5 separate regions of the Mus musculus genome follow, and all the other regions are linked to region 4. A link is a contact called in public ChIA-PET, Hi-C, HiChIP or PLAC-seq and promoter capture Hi-C data. All regions are on one chromosome and are shown on one strand. The core of a region is the stretch at or near the end of the contact, and the rest is flanking DNA. Distances in the headings are between cores, read along the strand shown. Region 1 holds the start of Slc44a2 (solute carrier family 44, member 2). Region 2 holds the start of Acp5 (acid phosphatase 5, tartrate resistant). Region 3 holds the start of Elavl3 (ELAV like RNA binding protein 3). Region 4 holds the start of Ldlr (low density lipoprotein receptor). Region 5 holds the start of Dnm2 (dynamin 2).

Evidence for each region. Hi-C and Micro-C count contacts between places; a contact is called where the count stands out from the background. ChIA-PET counts read pairs in DNA pulled down with a chosen protein or histone mark. HiChIP or PLAC-seq counts read pairs in DNA pulled down with a chosen protein or histone mark. Capture Hi-C pulls out chosen DNA fragments and counts their contacts.
Region 1: a promoter capture Hi-C map of pancreatic islet shows a contact between it and region 4. The contact joins the promoter of Slc44a2 here to the promoter of Ldlr in region 4.
Region 2: a contact with region 4 is called in a FOXA1 HiChIP or PLAC-seq map of pancreatic cancer cells. The contact joins the promoter of Acp5 here to the promoter of Ldlr in region 4. A contact is called at or near these places in 1 of 39 promoter capture datasets (neural stem cells), 1 of 484 Hi-C or Micro-C datasets (embryonic stem cells) and 4 of 115 datasets of contacts at active chromatin or transcription factors (bone marrow-derived dendritic cells, embryonic stem cells, memory CD8 T cells and 1 more).
Region 3: a Hi-C map of cortical neurons shows a contact between it and region 4, with 2.0 times the contacts expected there. The contact joins the promoter of Elavl3 here to the promoter of Ldlr in region 4. A contact is called at or near these places in 1 of 39 promoter capture datasets (hippocampal neurons) and 3 of 484 Hi-C or Micro-C datasets (cortical neurons, embryonic stem cells and myocytes).
Region 5: an RNA polymerase II ChIA-PET map of effector CD8 T cells shows a contact between it and region 4, with 10 read pairs. The contact joins the promoter of Dnm2 here to the promoter of Ldlr in region 4. A contact is called at or near these places in 1 of 484 Hi-C or Micro-C datasets (CD4 T cells), 2 of 115 datasets of contacts at active chromatin or transcription factors (effector CD8 T cells and pancreatic cancer cells) and 2 of 9 other capture datasets (adipose tissue and liver).

What each region holds. Positions count from the first base shown.
Region 1 is chr9:21,319,411-21,322,110 of GRCm38.p6, reverse strand. Slc44a2 (solute carrier family 44, member 2) reads right to left here and starts at 1,392. Exons shown (of 23, transcript NM_001359227.1): 1 at 1,260-1,392. The coding sequence starts at 1,290. Gm39302 (predicted gene, 39302) reads left to right here and starts at 997. Exons shown (of 2, transcript NR_166671.1): 1 at 997-1,521.
Region 2 is chr9:22,130,554-22,133,253 of GRCm38.p6, reverse strand. Acp5 (acid phosphatase 5, tartrate resistant) reads left to right here and starts at 1,389. Exons shown (of 5, transcript NM_001102404.1): 1 at 1,389-1,517.
Region 3 is chr9:22,050,595-22,053,294 of GRCm38.p6, reverse strand. Elavl3 (ELAV like RNA binding protein 3) reads left to right here and starts at 1,272. Exons shown (of 7, transcript NM_010487.2): 1 at 1,272-1,705. The coding sequence starts at 1,697.
Region 4 is chr9:21,722,229-21,724,928 of GRCm38.p6, reverse strand. It overlaps Ldlr (low density lipoprotein receptor), which reads right to left and starts at 1,353. Exons shown (of 18, transcript NM_010700.3): 1 at 1,085-1,353. The coding sequence starts at 1,151. It overlaps Gm26511 (a long non-coding RNA gene), which reads left to right and starts at 1,573. Exons shown (of 4, transcript XR_001779098.2): 1 at 1,573-2,700.
Region 5 is chr9:21,423,484-21,426,183 of GRCm38.p6, reverse strand. Dnm2 (dynamin 2) reads right to left here and starts at 1,276. Exons shown (of 21, transcript NM_001253893.1): 1 at 928-1,276. The coding sequence starts at 1,088.

The DNA.
Region 1 (2,700 bases), core at 143-2,642, 400 kb after region 4:
CCTCGAGAAGACCAAAGATTCTCTCAGGTGTGATACCCAAGCATACTCAGGCTCCCAGACCAAGAATCCCACACCAGAGACAGCCAGAAGCACTCAATAGTTGCACAGCAACCCAAGAGCCTGGGGCTTCAGACCTTCTAGTGGTCTGGGGGCTGGCAACTTCAAGCTGGGAGAGCCCTGAAAGGCTAGGTCTTGCTACCTTCCTTTAGGCCAGGAAGGGTGTGTCACAGCCTCTGGGACCTGTCTATTCTTTTTTTTTCCTCCCCCTGGACCGCACAGACCCAGGAAAGAGGAGGAAGGCAGAGAGCCTACTTGCTTTTCTAGTTATTTTTGAACCATTTCCGGCCCCCTCCCCAAGACTCTAGAGTCTAGCAGTTTCCAGGAAGTTCCAGTCACACAAAGTGGTATATCAGGGGGAGGGATAGAGCCCCTCTGCCAGAGTCTCAGCTATGCCTCTTAAGGCTTGTGGCCGATTTAGGCCCAAGGAACCTAAAATAGATAAGAGGAAGGAGGCTCAGAGTTCAACACCCAGTCCGTGGGAACCCGGAGTCGGGTAGGGTGAGAAATCCGCATCTTGGCCCCACCCCCAGCTCCAAGTGGCTAAGGCCACCTCAGGCCTTACTGAGGTCCGGGTCTCCTGGAACCCTTAAAATTACAGGCACCTGCAACAATCAGCACAGGCAGGGAAAGTTTCTGCATTGCTCCCCGCCTGCCCGCCTCGTCTCTGACCTTCCCTGTCGCATTAGGCACCTAATTCCAGTTATACGGGACTCTTCAGCCTTGCCTCAGTTTCCCCATCTAGTACTAAGCTTGGAGTCGCTATTCTGGATGTAAATGGCGAAGATGTGGAGGACACTTGGGTCTTAAGGAGACGGGACATGTGGCGAGGTCGGGCCCCATTCTTGCCCACACCCCAAGCTAAGATCGCCTCGCATCCCCTCCCCCGCCCATCACCTAATTCTCCCAGATAACGGGACCTCCAGGCGAGGAGCATGCGCCATAAGTCCCGGCTCATCGCTCAGGAAGGGAGTAAGCTTGAAGATCCCCGAAAAGAGACACGGGGGACAACCTGGGCTAGGGCCAAGAGCTCCGGCTGAGCCAGCGCGGGATGCAGAGGCCTGAGGACGCGGACAGAAGGGCCTTCGTACTGCCTGCAGCCACGAGTGTTTTGTTTTAAGGCTCTCAGATGTTGCCCTTCCTCAAAACCCCCTCCTTCCCAAGTCAGCACAGGCGACCTACAGGCCGGAGGCTACTCCTACCATAGACTGCGTCCTTCCGATCGTCCTCCATGGCCTCAACCGAGGAGAGCTGAGTCCGAAGCCAGCGCGACCCCAACCCAAGCGGGCGGGAGACACCGCGCGCTGCTGGCCCCGCCCTGCCCCGCCTGACACCGCCCCCAGCGCGCACGCCCAAGACAGCCCCGCCCCTTAGGGGCGTGCCCAGGGAGGGGCGTTGGGGGGCAGCCACCTTCTGGTTTCCAGTCCGCTCTCTCTGTGGACAATTAGTGTGTTGCATCTGCTGGTCAGTCATTCTTTTTGTTGTTGTTGTTTTGGGTTTTGTGGGTTTGTTTTTGTTTTGTTTTTAGACAGGGTTTCTCTGTGCAGCCCTGGATGTACCGGAACTCTGTAACACGGCTGGCCTGGAACTCAAGAGATCTGTCTGCCTCAAATACTGGGATTAAAGGTGTGCTCAACCACCGCTCAGCAAGTCATTCTTTGTCCAGGTACTGAGCGCTGACTGAGCTAGGGATGCAGAAAAAGTTGTCATGTGCTCATTCATCCTATTGGTAAGATTTTGAGAGTTTGAACACAAGTCAGAAAGGAATAAAAGAGAAGGAGTGGCATGTCCCTGGGCCTCTGGGTAGGAGGTTTACGACTTTAATCTTCCAATCCCAGCACTGGGGAGGCAGAAGCTGCAGGATCTCCTTTATTATTATTATTATTATTATTATTATTATTATTATTATTTTGAGACTGAGCCTCCCTGGGGTCCTAGCTATCCTGAAAGTTGCTATGTAGACCAGACTAAGAGAGATACCCATGCCTCTATCTCTGAGTGTGGGGTTTAAAGGTGTATGCCACCATGTCCAACCTTAAAAGGTAGTTTTGAAAAACACCTATCATTCCAGCACTTGGGAGATGAAGAAGGAGGCACAGTAGTTCCAGGCTAGCCTTAGCTACACAGGAGTTTGAGGACAGCCTGGGGTACGTGAGACCCAGTCTCAATAAACAAAAATTTTCTTTGATCAGTGGAAGGTTTGAAATGTTGACAGACATGATCTAAAATAAGTTCTAGAATAACAATGATTAGGGCTGGAGCGATGTCTCAGAGGTTAAGAGCACTGCCTGCTCTCTTCCAGATCCTGTCTTTCAGAGGACCTGAGTTCAATTCCCAGCAGCCACATGGTGGTTCACAACAATATATAATGAGATCTGGTGCCCTCTTCTGGCATGCAGGCATATATGCAAGCAGAACACTATTATATACAATAAAGAAATAAATCTTGAGAAAATAAAGAATGGTTAACCTAAGCCAGGCGTGGTGGGGCACGCCTTTGATCCCAGCACTTGGGAGGCAAAGGCAGGCAGATTTCTGAGTTCGAGGCCAGCCTGGTCTACAAAATGAGTTCCAAGACAGCCAGGGCTATACAGAGAAACCCTGTCTCGATAAAAACAGAAAGAAAAAAAAAGAAAAGAAAAG
Region 2 (2,700 bases), core at 140-2,639, 410 kb before region 4:
AGAGCAGTGTACAGTTATGAGTGCACTGGGCTATGTGAGAGATAACCACTGGAGCAGTGTACAGTTATGAGTGCACTGGGCATGTGAAAGATAGCAACCCCTGGGATTATGTTCTTTTTCTCAGGAATTCATTTTTTGGGGAAGTGTATTTTTTAGACAGGATCTCACACTTTAGCCCAGGCTGACCCAGTCCTCCCTATTTAGCCCAGTTGTCTCAAACTCACTCCAATCCTCCTGCCATTAACAGACATGATCTACCACACCAGGACTCTTTAAATCTTTATTACATTTATTTACTTACTTATTATTGGTAGGGCAACAACCCGGATGTGGAGGTCAGAGGACAACTTTTGGGAGCCGGTGCTCTCCTTCCGGAAACCTGATGGAACTCAGGCTCTCAAGTCTTGCCAGAAAGTGCCGCTCTGAGCCATCTCGAAGGCCCATCGCCAGACTTTATTCTTTGGGATTCCTTTGTTGTTCTGTTTAGGTTTTGTTTTGGTTTTAGAGACAGGGTTTCTCTGTGTAGCTGTGGATATCCTGGAACTTGCTATATAGATCAGGCCGCCTTTTAACTCAGAGATCTGCTTCCGCCTCTCGAGTGATGGGATTAAAGAAGTGAGTCCCATTCTGGCCCAGCTTTATTTTGTGGAATTCTAAGGACAACCTATTTATTTATGAATGAGACAGTCTCAGGTCTTGAACTTGCTATGGAGCTGAGATTTATCATGAACTCTTGACCCTCTGACCTCCACGGCCCAGGGTTACACTGCGCACCTGGTGTATACCGGCCTGCGTCTGTGACCTAGGGCTTCGTACGTGTTGGCACGCACTCTACCAACTGAGTCACACCCCAGCCTCCCTGCAAACCGGCAAAATTTCTTGTTTGAAATAACAGGAAAGACCTGCAGTGTGCGGAAGAGGATGGCTTTGCTCCGCCCCTCTGGGTCCCTCTCTGCCTAAATTCCTTCTCTCCCGATCAATCTTGAAGGCCTGTTTTACAGGTGGCTGTTATCTGGCACAGATAGCTCAGTCAAATCCCCTCCTCCGCCCCCCCGCGCGCCCCAAACCCACTGCTGGGATGGAACCCGAGCCGCTCTGGGGCCAAGCAAGCCCTCCACCGCTGACCTGCCACCAGCCTGGTATCTTCTCACCCATTTTAAAGACCGGGAGACCGAGCCTGGCTCAGTCCGGGGCTGGACCTCCCCTGCGCGGCCACCAGAGGCTGTGAGCACCCCAAAAGTCGAAGGCAGGTGGTATTGAAATCAGGTCCCGGGTCTCCCTTAACTCCTGGGACTCTGAACCTTGGAGGCGAGGCGCCAGGTAATGGCTGAGGCAGGATTGGGGCGGGGAAACCGAGGCACCCGCCCTCTGCAACTCTGGACTCTGTAGGGCAGGCAGGGAGCCGTGGGCGAAGGCTGGCCCGCGCCGCCTCTTCCCAACTCGTGCAGCCCGGAGCGACCCGCCGCGAATCCGCAGCTCAGTTGGGTAGCACAGCTTGTCCTGGACCCACCGCCAAGGTGAGACTCGCCCGCCAGGCCCTTGCTCTGCCTCCCACGGGGGAGGGGGTCTCTGTCTGTTGGGGCCACCCCACTTCCTTCCTGTTCGCCTCTACTGAGAGGTGCGAGTGGGGAATGCAAGGCAAACTCTTCGCTGGGTGACCTGGGGTGAGTCGCTGACCCTCTCTGAGCCTTTATGCAAAGCACGGAACGAGAGATTCCAGAATCCGAGCTTGCAGGGACCGGAGGGGTTGGTGGTGAGTGTTCAAGGAAGGAGTCTGGAAAGATTGGGCGGCTTGTGAAGTTAAGGAGGGAGGGGAGGAGGTGGGAAGCTGGCCACACCCACCACAGCGCTGGGCTCTGCGGTCGAAACAGCCTGCAGCTGACTGCTGTAGGTGCCAAGGTCAAAAGGCTACAGCCAGCCACGTGGTGTGTGCCTTCTGGAAGTTCCTTAGGCTGGAAACCGGGTGTGGGAAAGGCCATGGAAGAGTGTGGACAGAACTTCCTGGAAAAGGCAGTTATTGCTGCTGTTTATGATGGCGAGGGGGAACTCGGAGACAGTCCCACACTTAGATGACTCCAGATACACAATTTGCACTAGGACTTACAAAACACAGAGGAGACAGGGGGCTGTTACATGGGCGCCACAGAGGAATTATTTAGGCCTGTAATTCCAACACTTGGAAGTGGCTCATCTTTGGCTACCCAGGGAGGAAGTTAGGGATAGCCTGGGCTTCTTGAGACACTGTCTCAAAACAAAAACAAAAAAAAAAAAATAATTGGAGTGTATGTCACAGGCAAGCCACTGAGGTTCCCATGCTAGAGTCGAGACACCCACCCAGAAAAAGTGACAGCGAGTTACAGACAGCCAAGGGTGTGAAAACACAGACGTTCAGCCTAGAACAGCCTCAGTGCAGTGAACAGTCAAACTCGGGACCTACAGATGCCCAGTACACATTACCATCAGACCCTGGCTGACTGTGCTGGCTTCGAGAAACTTTTCACGGCTCAGTCTGGCCTGGGTGCCCCCGCCCCAGCCCCATTTCCAGTTCTGGGGAAGTCCAGTGCTCACATGACCCAAGGGGAGGGCTTCTGGACAATCCTCGGAGAAAATGCATCATCTTTCCCAATGATGCACTTCTGCCCCAGAGAATAAAGACTCGGTGATCACCGCTTTTGGTCCAGGAGCTTAACTGCCTCTTGC
Region 3 (2,700 bases), core at 23-2,522, 330 kb before region 4:
GCCTCAGCACCCCCAGTGTTGTGATTCCAGGCTTGTTTATGTGGTGCTAGGGATCGGATCTGGGGTTTCATGGGCTAGTAACTGAACCAATCCTCAACCCATTTTTTTTTAATTTATTACTATTAGTGTGTGTGCATGTGCGTGTGTGTGTGTGTGTGTGTGTGTGTGTGTGTGTGTGTGTGTGTACCATGTAGAGTTGATTCTCTCTTTCTTTCTTTACATGGGTTCAGGGGATCACACTTCAGGTCGCTACCTAGCATGGTGGCAAATATCTTTCATTCCAACACCTGGGAGAGGCAGATGGATACCTGAGCTGGAGGCCACTCTGACCTATCAAGGACGTTCCAGGACAGTCAGTGCTACACCGAGGAACCCTGTCTCAAAAAACAAACAAACAAACATCAGATTTCCAGGCCTGTATGGCAAGAACCTTTTCTTGCTGAGCTATCTTTCCAGCTTCCTGCAGCCTTCTGTTTTGTTTTATTTTATTTTATTTATTTTTGAGAACCGGTCTTATGTAACCCAGGCTGGCTTTGAACTCTTGATCACTCTGACTATCTTCTAAAGTTAGCCTTACATCGTGCTCACCTTACTTTTGTTTTATGTTTGGTTGGTTGGTTGGTTTGGTTTGGGTTTTTTTGTTGTTGTTGTTGTTTGTTTGTTTAGATTTTCTTTTCTTTGTTCTTTAATTAAAAAAAAAAAAACCCAGGGTCTCCTAAGCAGCACGCAACAGCCTGAAGTTTGCTATGTAGCCCAGATCAGCATAAAGTGCTGTGTAGCCCATGCTAGACTCAAACTACCTTCCTGGCTCACCACACCTAGTATTCTAATATCACCAGAGGCCATGTGGAAACAAAAACTGTTCACTTCGGATCTAGCAGAACGGGTCTGGGTCTGAGTGTTTGCCCTTTCCCAGCCCTCCCAGACATCACCCATGCACCCCTGGTTGTGTTTGGGTCACCAAAGGCTGTTTTTTACCCCTTCAGAGTTAGATGCTGGACTGAAGAGGGGAACCCAATTTGTCGGCAAAGCTAAAGTAATACTCGAGAGTGGTGTCAAGACTAGAGTCAGAGTCCGCAGGCAAGAAAGAGCCAAGATCTGATGCCTCATCCTATTCTCTTTTGGCACGCAGAGTCTAGGCCCGCACTCGCTTCCACCTGCCGCGCCGTCGGGAGCCGGGAGGAGGCGGAGACCCACCGTCTCAGCCAATGAGCGACGCCGGCGCTGGCAGCTGCCTCTATAAAGGGCTGGGGGCGGCGGCAGTGCGACCCAGAGCGCGGAGCGCGCAGCGCGGGCCGGTGGGAGGGAGGGAGGGCGGGCGAGAGGAGAGGACCCATCACCCGGCACGGGACAGGCCGAACTGAGGGCCCGCCGCAGAAGGCAGAGCTGCCGAGATCTCAGTCACAGAAAGAGCGACTTCTTCAGGCCCGGCGGGGCCGCGCTCCGGGCACCCTCCACTGCGTGCCCGCTCCCTCCATCCACCTGCCGCTGGGGGTCTGGCCGTCGAAGCGCGCATCCCCAGGCTCGGGTCAGTTCCCGGCCTTCGAAGGCGCCGCCGCCTCCATCTCCTCCTCTGCAGCGGCCGCAGACGCAGACGCCCGGGCGGGACCCCGGCGTGAGCACCAGGCGCCCCCCTAGGAGTGCACGACCCCCGGAGCCGCCCTCGATACGGACCGCGCCCGCCGGGCACACAAGAATGGTCACTGTAGGTACTCCCTTGTCGCCGCGAGACGAACACGGGAGGGAGGGGCGGAGGCTGGCTCCACGGAAACGCGGGGAGTGGGGGGGTAGGACCAGGCCTAGCTAGGCCTAGGGGAGGGGGGGGGGTAGTACCGCGCCTCGGGCCTGAGAGTGGCCAGAGCTGCATCCGGAGTTTTGGGGAGTGGAGCCTGGTTCGAGAGGCTTTGGAAAGCCAGGCTGTGTACAGGGTGCCCTCAGCCACCCGGTGGTCCTTGTGGCTCCTCACTGGAAGGCTGTGGGGGAGGGGCCGCGGCGGCGGAGGATGCTTCCAGCATCCCAGGCCCAGACCCGCAGGCCGCCCAGGAGGACAAGGGCCACGATCTCCCACTGTTGGTCCGGGTAATGCCACTCGGCCTTCTCTGAGAGCTTTTTGGGGGGGAGGGGAGATGGAGAGGCGGGTGGCGTCGGATCGCGCTGCTCTAAGCCCGAGCCGCACCCGAAAGGCGGGCATCTTCGTCCTCGAACCCCGTCGACCTTGCGGCAAGCGGGGAGGGGAAGAGGAGGGGGCGCCCTGAGGCCTCGCGGCGGCCGCCGTGATCCCTTTGTTTCTCCGCCGGGCCGTAGCCTCGCGCGGGGCCTTGGGGCTGCGGGGGGGGGGGTAGTGCGGGAGGGGGGCTCCCCGTTCCCCGGCCGCTGCCTCCGGGTGAGGGCGTCCGGGGCTGCAGCAGTACTCCATAGGGCCTGCTGCACGCGCCCTCCCCGGTCAGGGCTCCGGGCCGCAGGGTGACCTTGAACGCGCCCGCAAATCGGGCCGCCTGGCCGGCGCACGGTTGCTTTCAGCAGCCTCGGAGCTGGTCAGCTCCCGAACTCACGGCCCCGCCCGACATGCCACGCCCTGTCGTGCCACGCCCATCCAGGCCCCGCCCCTAGGCCCCCTGGACCTGGCCTCAAGCGAGCCCTAGGACCTCCACCCCGCAGCCCGGGCGTGTCCCGGGGCGGGGCTGGCCAGTGCTCACCGCA
Region 4 (2,700 bases), core at 104-2,603:
TTAAAATGTTCTTGGCCAGCCAGGCTGACTGCAAGAAAAGCAGTAACCCAGGCATTCATGGACCCTGGTTCTATCCATGGTGTCCCCAAATCCAGGCATGGTGGCACATGCCTGTCATCCCAACACTCCCGAGCTGAGGCAGGAGAATTAGGGGCTAGAGACTACACAGTGACTTATAGGCCAGCCTAGGCTACATGAGACCCTGTCTATAAAGTGAGGGAGAGGTGGAGCACTTTTCCCAGTGCTGCAAAGAAGTTGTTGGTGAGATTGTAACACCATCTCCCTTCCTGTCCAAATTCCAACGCCTCTCCTAAAACTAAAGTCCACTTTATGGATCTGTCCAATCCTACACGTTCAGAGAGTGGGAACGAACCAGGCCTGCAAAAGTCTTTGCCAGGTCCCTGGCCCTCCCTGCCTGATGGTCTCAGCTACGGGTGTCTGGGTTGCCTGAGGCACATCTGCACCAAACCAGGGAAGTAGGGACAAGGTAGGGACTGAAGGCTCACAAGGAGGACCCAGCCGGCCCGGATGTGTAGCCCCACCCCACCCGGGAGGGTCGTGCAAGCCACGCCCCTGAACATCATCCTCTTCCTCCATTGGGCGAGGGGAGTGGCTCGAGGCTCGCCTGTTCCGGCTGCACCCAATAGGAGCTCGGGGGTGCGGTGGGAGGTGGGGTTAGGGCGGAGTTTTGGGGCACGCGGCAGTAGCCGGGTTTGAGTGCAGTGTGGAGACCCCCAAGTCCTGTAACTACGACTAGCGACCCCAAAGTTGAACAGCTGGGCCTGGGTCTCCCCAGCCCTTAAAACGAATGATGGGACCCCTCCTCTTGGATTCCCTCACACATAGCTCTGAAAGACACCTCTGACTTGGGAGAGCACCCACCGGACTCCCCAAACCCACTCTGACCCCCTACAGCTCTGGCACCCTATTTCCAAAACACTTCCCTCCAGCCACGTGGGAAGGACATCACATCAAGTTCGCACGAATGGTTGTATTTCTCGACCAAAAATAAAACCACTCGGGGCTCTCCGAGTTCAGGACGGCTGCCCCTGACCCCGGGCAGGCTCCTGGCGCAAAGCCTTACCTGCAACTCCGGCAGCAGCCAGGAGCAGGGCGATGACCCAGCGACGCATCAGATCCGCGGTGCTCATCCTTAGCTTCTGCGTTGCGTCCTCACTCGGATCACAGACCCCGAAATGTTCCCGCTGCAAACACTGGATCGCGGGCCCCACGGTGTCTCGGCTGCGAATCTGGGCTCGCAAGCCTCACGGTGTCCCGGCTGCAAACTACGCCGCACGCCCAGAGTCATTCCCAGTACTAGGGGCGAGGTTTCCAGGCGGGGGAGGAGTCTGCAATGGGGTGATTTTCAAAAATCTTCACCTCACTGAGCGGGGAGGAGCTTGGAACGGCCGATGTGACATCGTCTCTTTTAACCCCTGAAGCTCCCGCAGCAGTGGGAAGTTCCTCAAATTCCTCCCACAGAATTTCACCGCTTCCCGGACACTTAGCCGCCCGCGTTGCTGTTTGAGTGTTCAAGGGACGACCCACGCCCTTCCACACCCTGGGTCGCCTTCTGACGCTTTCCTTTCCACCTCCAAAGCAAAACAGAAGTATGCGAAGCCCCCTCCCACCCCCGACCCCTACACTTCTTGCAGCAAGTTTGCTTTCCTGTCTAGGAATGGGCACATAGATTTCTGACCCAAGTACAGTTGCAGGTTTTATCTGGATCCGTCCATAAACACAAACACTCAGCGAGAAATGTATATAAAACGCGGCGGCGTGTGCGGGTGAGCGAGTTGGCTCAGTGGGTGAGGGTGCAAGCCTGAAGACCTGAGTTTGATCCCAGGGATCCACATACTGGAAGGAGAGAGAACCAGAACCAACTCCAGCAAATTGTCCTCTAACTTCCACACACACTCCCCTGTACTAATTAATTAATTAGAAAGAAGAAACATTACTTGGTTTGGGGGGTAGGACCCAGTAGTTAGAATAATTATAATTATTAATGGAAGAATTCCATAGCAAGATATGGTAACACTGAAACTAGGAAGAAGGCAGGCAGATCTCTGTGAGCAAAGTCCAAACTGGTCTGGACAGCAAGTTCCAGACTAGCCTGGGCTACACAGATTCTGTTTCCTCCTCCTCTTCTTTCCTTCTTTCTTTCTTTTCTTTCCTTTTCTTCTTTTGTTTTGTTTCTGTTTCTGTTTGTTTTGTTTTTCAAGACAAGGTTTCTCTGTGTAGCCCTGGTTGTCCTGGACTCTGTAGACCAGGCTGGCCTAGAACTCAGAGATCTGCCTGCCTCTAACTCCTGAGTGCTGGGATTAAATGTTGAGTGTTTACTACCACCCCACTACCACCTGTCAAGAGACCCTGTTTCAAAGCTAAAGTTGAAATTATTTTAAATAATTCATCTGAGAATCAATGGGTTCCTTCCTGTGTTGACAGAAATGTTGATTTTTGGTTTATTTCCTTAGGCACCTGCTGGTACCGCTTTATCCTGTTACAAGGAGTTGAACACACAGAAGGGCATCTCTTCCCTCGAAGCAAAACCAACCACATGTGGCCTTTTTCCCCTCTTGACACTGGATGGCTAAACCAGAAGGCTGTCTGCCATGGATAGAGAAGTTTTGATGAATCAAAGGCTTAGGGATTTTCTAAAAGGGACTCAGATTCTGTCCCTGCCTAGCTCCCTGCAGAACA
Region 5 (2,700 bases), core at 27-2,526, 300 kb after region 4:
CTGGATCCTACAAACAGCTGCAAGTGGAATTTGCCCACTGGACAGATGGAACAAGCTGAGGCTCCCAGAGCTATCTAGAGAGCATTCCAACTGGGAAGCTCTAGGTTAGGGGATCCTAGCCCAAGAAAGAATCCTAAAGAATGTTTCTTCCCAAGTTCTCCAACCTCTGTCACTCAGAGAGGATGGACAGGCAGGGATGCCTGGGTGGGAATGGAGAACAGACTAATGGATGGATTCAAAGAGCCAGTCGGCCCAAGAGAACCAGATAACAGGAGGCTCCCAAAGTTCAGCCAGTCAGATGGCAGAGGCCAACTCACGTAAATAAGGGGCACAGATGGGCATTTGCACACGAGAGGTCACCTTAGATGGCTAGCCAGACAACGGTGGACTTCAGAGTGAGTTTGGACAGATGGGACAACCAAATGGTGCCGGTAGGAAGCCTGTCTAGAACAGATAACCAGCTAACCAGGCAAGAGAGCAGGCTCCAGAAAATAACTGGCCAGACAGACCCCAGGGGTCATTCCCCATGGATGGCTAAGTGGCAAGTGTTATCTTCAACATCTTAGCACACACACTAAGATTTCCAGGTAGCAGAAGGAAAGAGGAGTGGATCTATCCCGGACTACAGGTAAAGCGATGTCAGAGTTGCCCAGCCATAGCCGGAACTAGAAGCACCAAGAGGGGTCGGCACTGACCGTCTTGCCCCAAACACCGCCCACTATCATCGACTAGTCCCAGACTTGGATCTGCATCTCCAGTCCCTGCGGAAAGCCATGGAGACTCTTGCCCCAGACCTTATCCACTGCCACCGGTGCTGCGGCGTCCGCGAGCCGCAGTTCCGCCATTCCCCGCCCGCCCTCCGCGCCCTAGGCCGCCGCCCGCCCTCCCGGCCGGAGCCCCAGAACCGCCGCCGGCGCGCTCGCTCACCGGCCCACGAAGTTCTCGAGCACCGAACTTTTGCCGGCGCTCTGGCCGCCCACCACGGCGATCTGCGGCAGGTCCAGGTGGCAGCTCTGACCGATGGAGCTGAAGGCGTCCTGCAGCTTGTTAACCAGCGGGATGAGCTCTTCCATCCCGCGGTTGCCCATGGTGTCCGCCTCCGCCGCGCGGATCCCCCGACTAAGACTCTCGGTTCCGATGTGTCTGTGGCCGTTGCTTCCTCCTGCTCTGCTCTGCCGGCCCGCCCGGTCTCCCCTTCGCCGCGACGCCCGCTCCCGGCTCGGCCTCAGAGTCGCCGCCTCATCCGGTTCTCAGGCGACACCCGACCCGAGCGAACAACCCTCCCGGCCTCCGGGGCGGAGTCCGCAACCCTACTGCTATATCCAATTGGTTCAAAGCACTGCCACTCAAGAACGTGAGCCAATAAAAAAGGCACGAGGAAGGGCTAATCTCACAAATTCACTGGGTAATAAAACTGTCACTCTTAAGTGAAAGCCAATAGAAGTCAAACCGGGTTGTCAGACCGGGAAGGCGGGGTCTCTGGAAAAGACACTGAGGCCTCAGCTCACTAGGTTGATTCGGGTTGGCTTATTGGTCGCAGAAACGTCAACCTGCCAAGGGTGTAAGGGATCCATTCTTCAACACTGGATTGTCACTTGACACTAGTTAATTCCGTAAAAATTTCTCATTGGCTGATATAAATATCACTTCTCTACTCCAACCAGTAAGAGGAAAGAGAGCCGCAATCTTTTTCTATAGTTTCTATAGTTTTGTATGCTGGCTACAGACTCTTGATGTTCCTCCTGTCTCAGCCTCCCTCCTGCTAGGATACACGCTACTACCTTCCCAATCCTCACTGACAACTGTGTCATAAAAGTTCTTCCAACTTCCTGGCATTTGCTATCACTTTGTGATATTCTTTTTAAGCAAAAGGCCACAGTGCTCAGGGAAGCACACCGTGGTAAGGTTCAGTGGCTGTTACACCTGAATTCTTAGGCTGTAGTGAAAACCCATATTTTAGAAAGCATCGCAGTCGGGCGTGGTGTCGCGTGCCTTTAATCCCAGTACTCGGGAGGCAGAGGCAGGCAGATTTCTGAGTTCAAGGCCAGCCTGGTCTACAGAGTGAGTTCCATGACAGCCAGGGCTATACAGAGAAACACTGTCTCGAAAAACAAAACAAAACAAAACAAAACAAAAAAACTAAAACAAAAAAACAAAAAAACAAAACAAAGCAGAAAGCATCGCAGATCCCAACTCTGGAAGAATCCCAGTGCCAGTGAAAGATGAGTCGACACTTCTGCCTCATAAAGGCGTTCTCACCCTCTCGTGCTTATTTCTGTACGTTACAGAGGGTCAAGTCTACAGTTCCATTAAGCCAAGCAAGTGTTTTGCGGATGGCTACAACTGTAGGTTTATTTTTACTTTAATTTTTTTTTTCTCCTAGACCAATGGCTCAGTACTTGCTGCCTTGGGAGCCGACTCAAATTTGGTTCCCAGCACCTGCATGACAACTCACACAACCATCAGTGATTCCAGTTCCAGGAATCTGACACCCTCGTCTGGCCTCCACTAGAAACAGACACAGACATAATGCACATACCGACATGCAGGCAAAAAAAAAAAAAATCCATGTACAATTTTTTTAATTTACATAAAATAACAGTTAAAAAGTTTTAAAGATTTATTTTATTTTTATGCGCACCAGATCTGTGCCCGGTGCCCACAGAAGTCAGGAAGGATCAGATTCCCTAGAACTGGAGT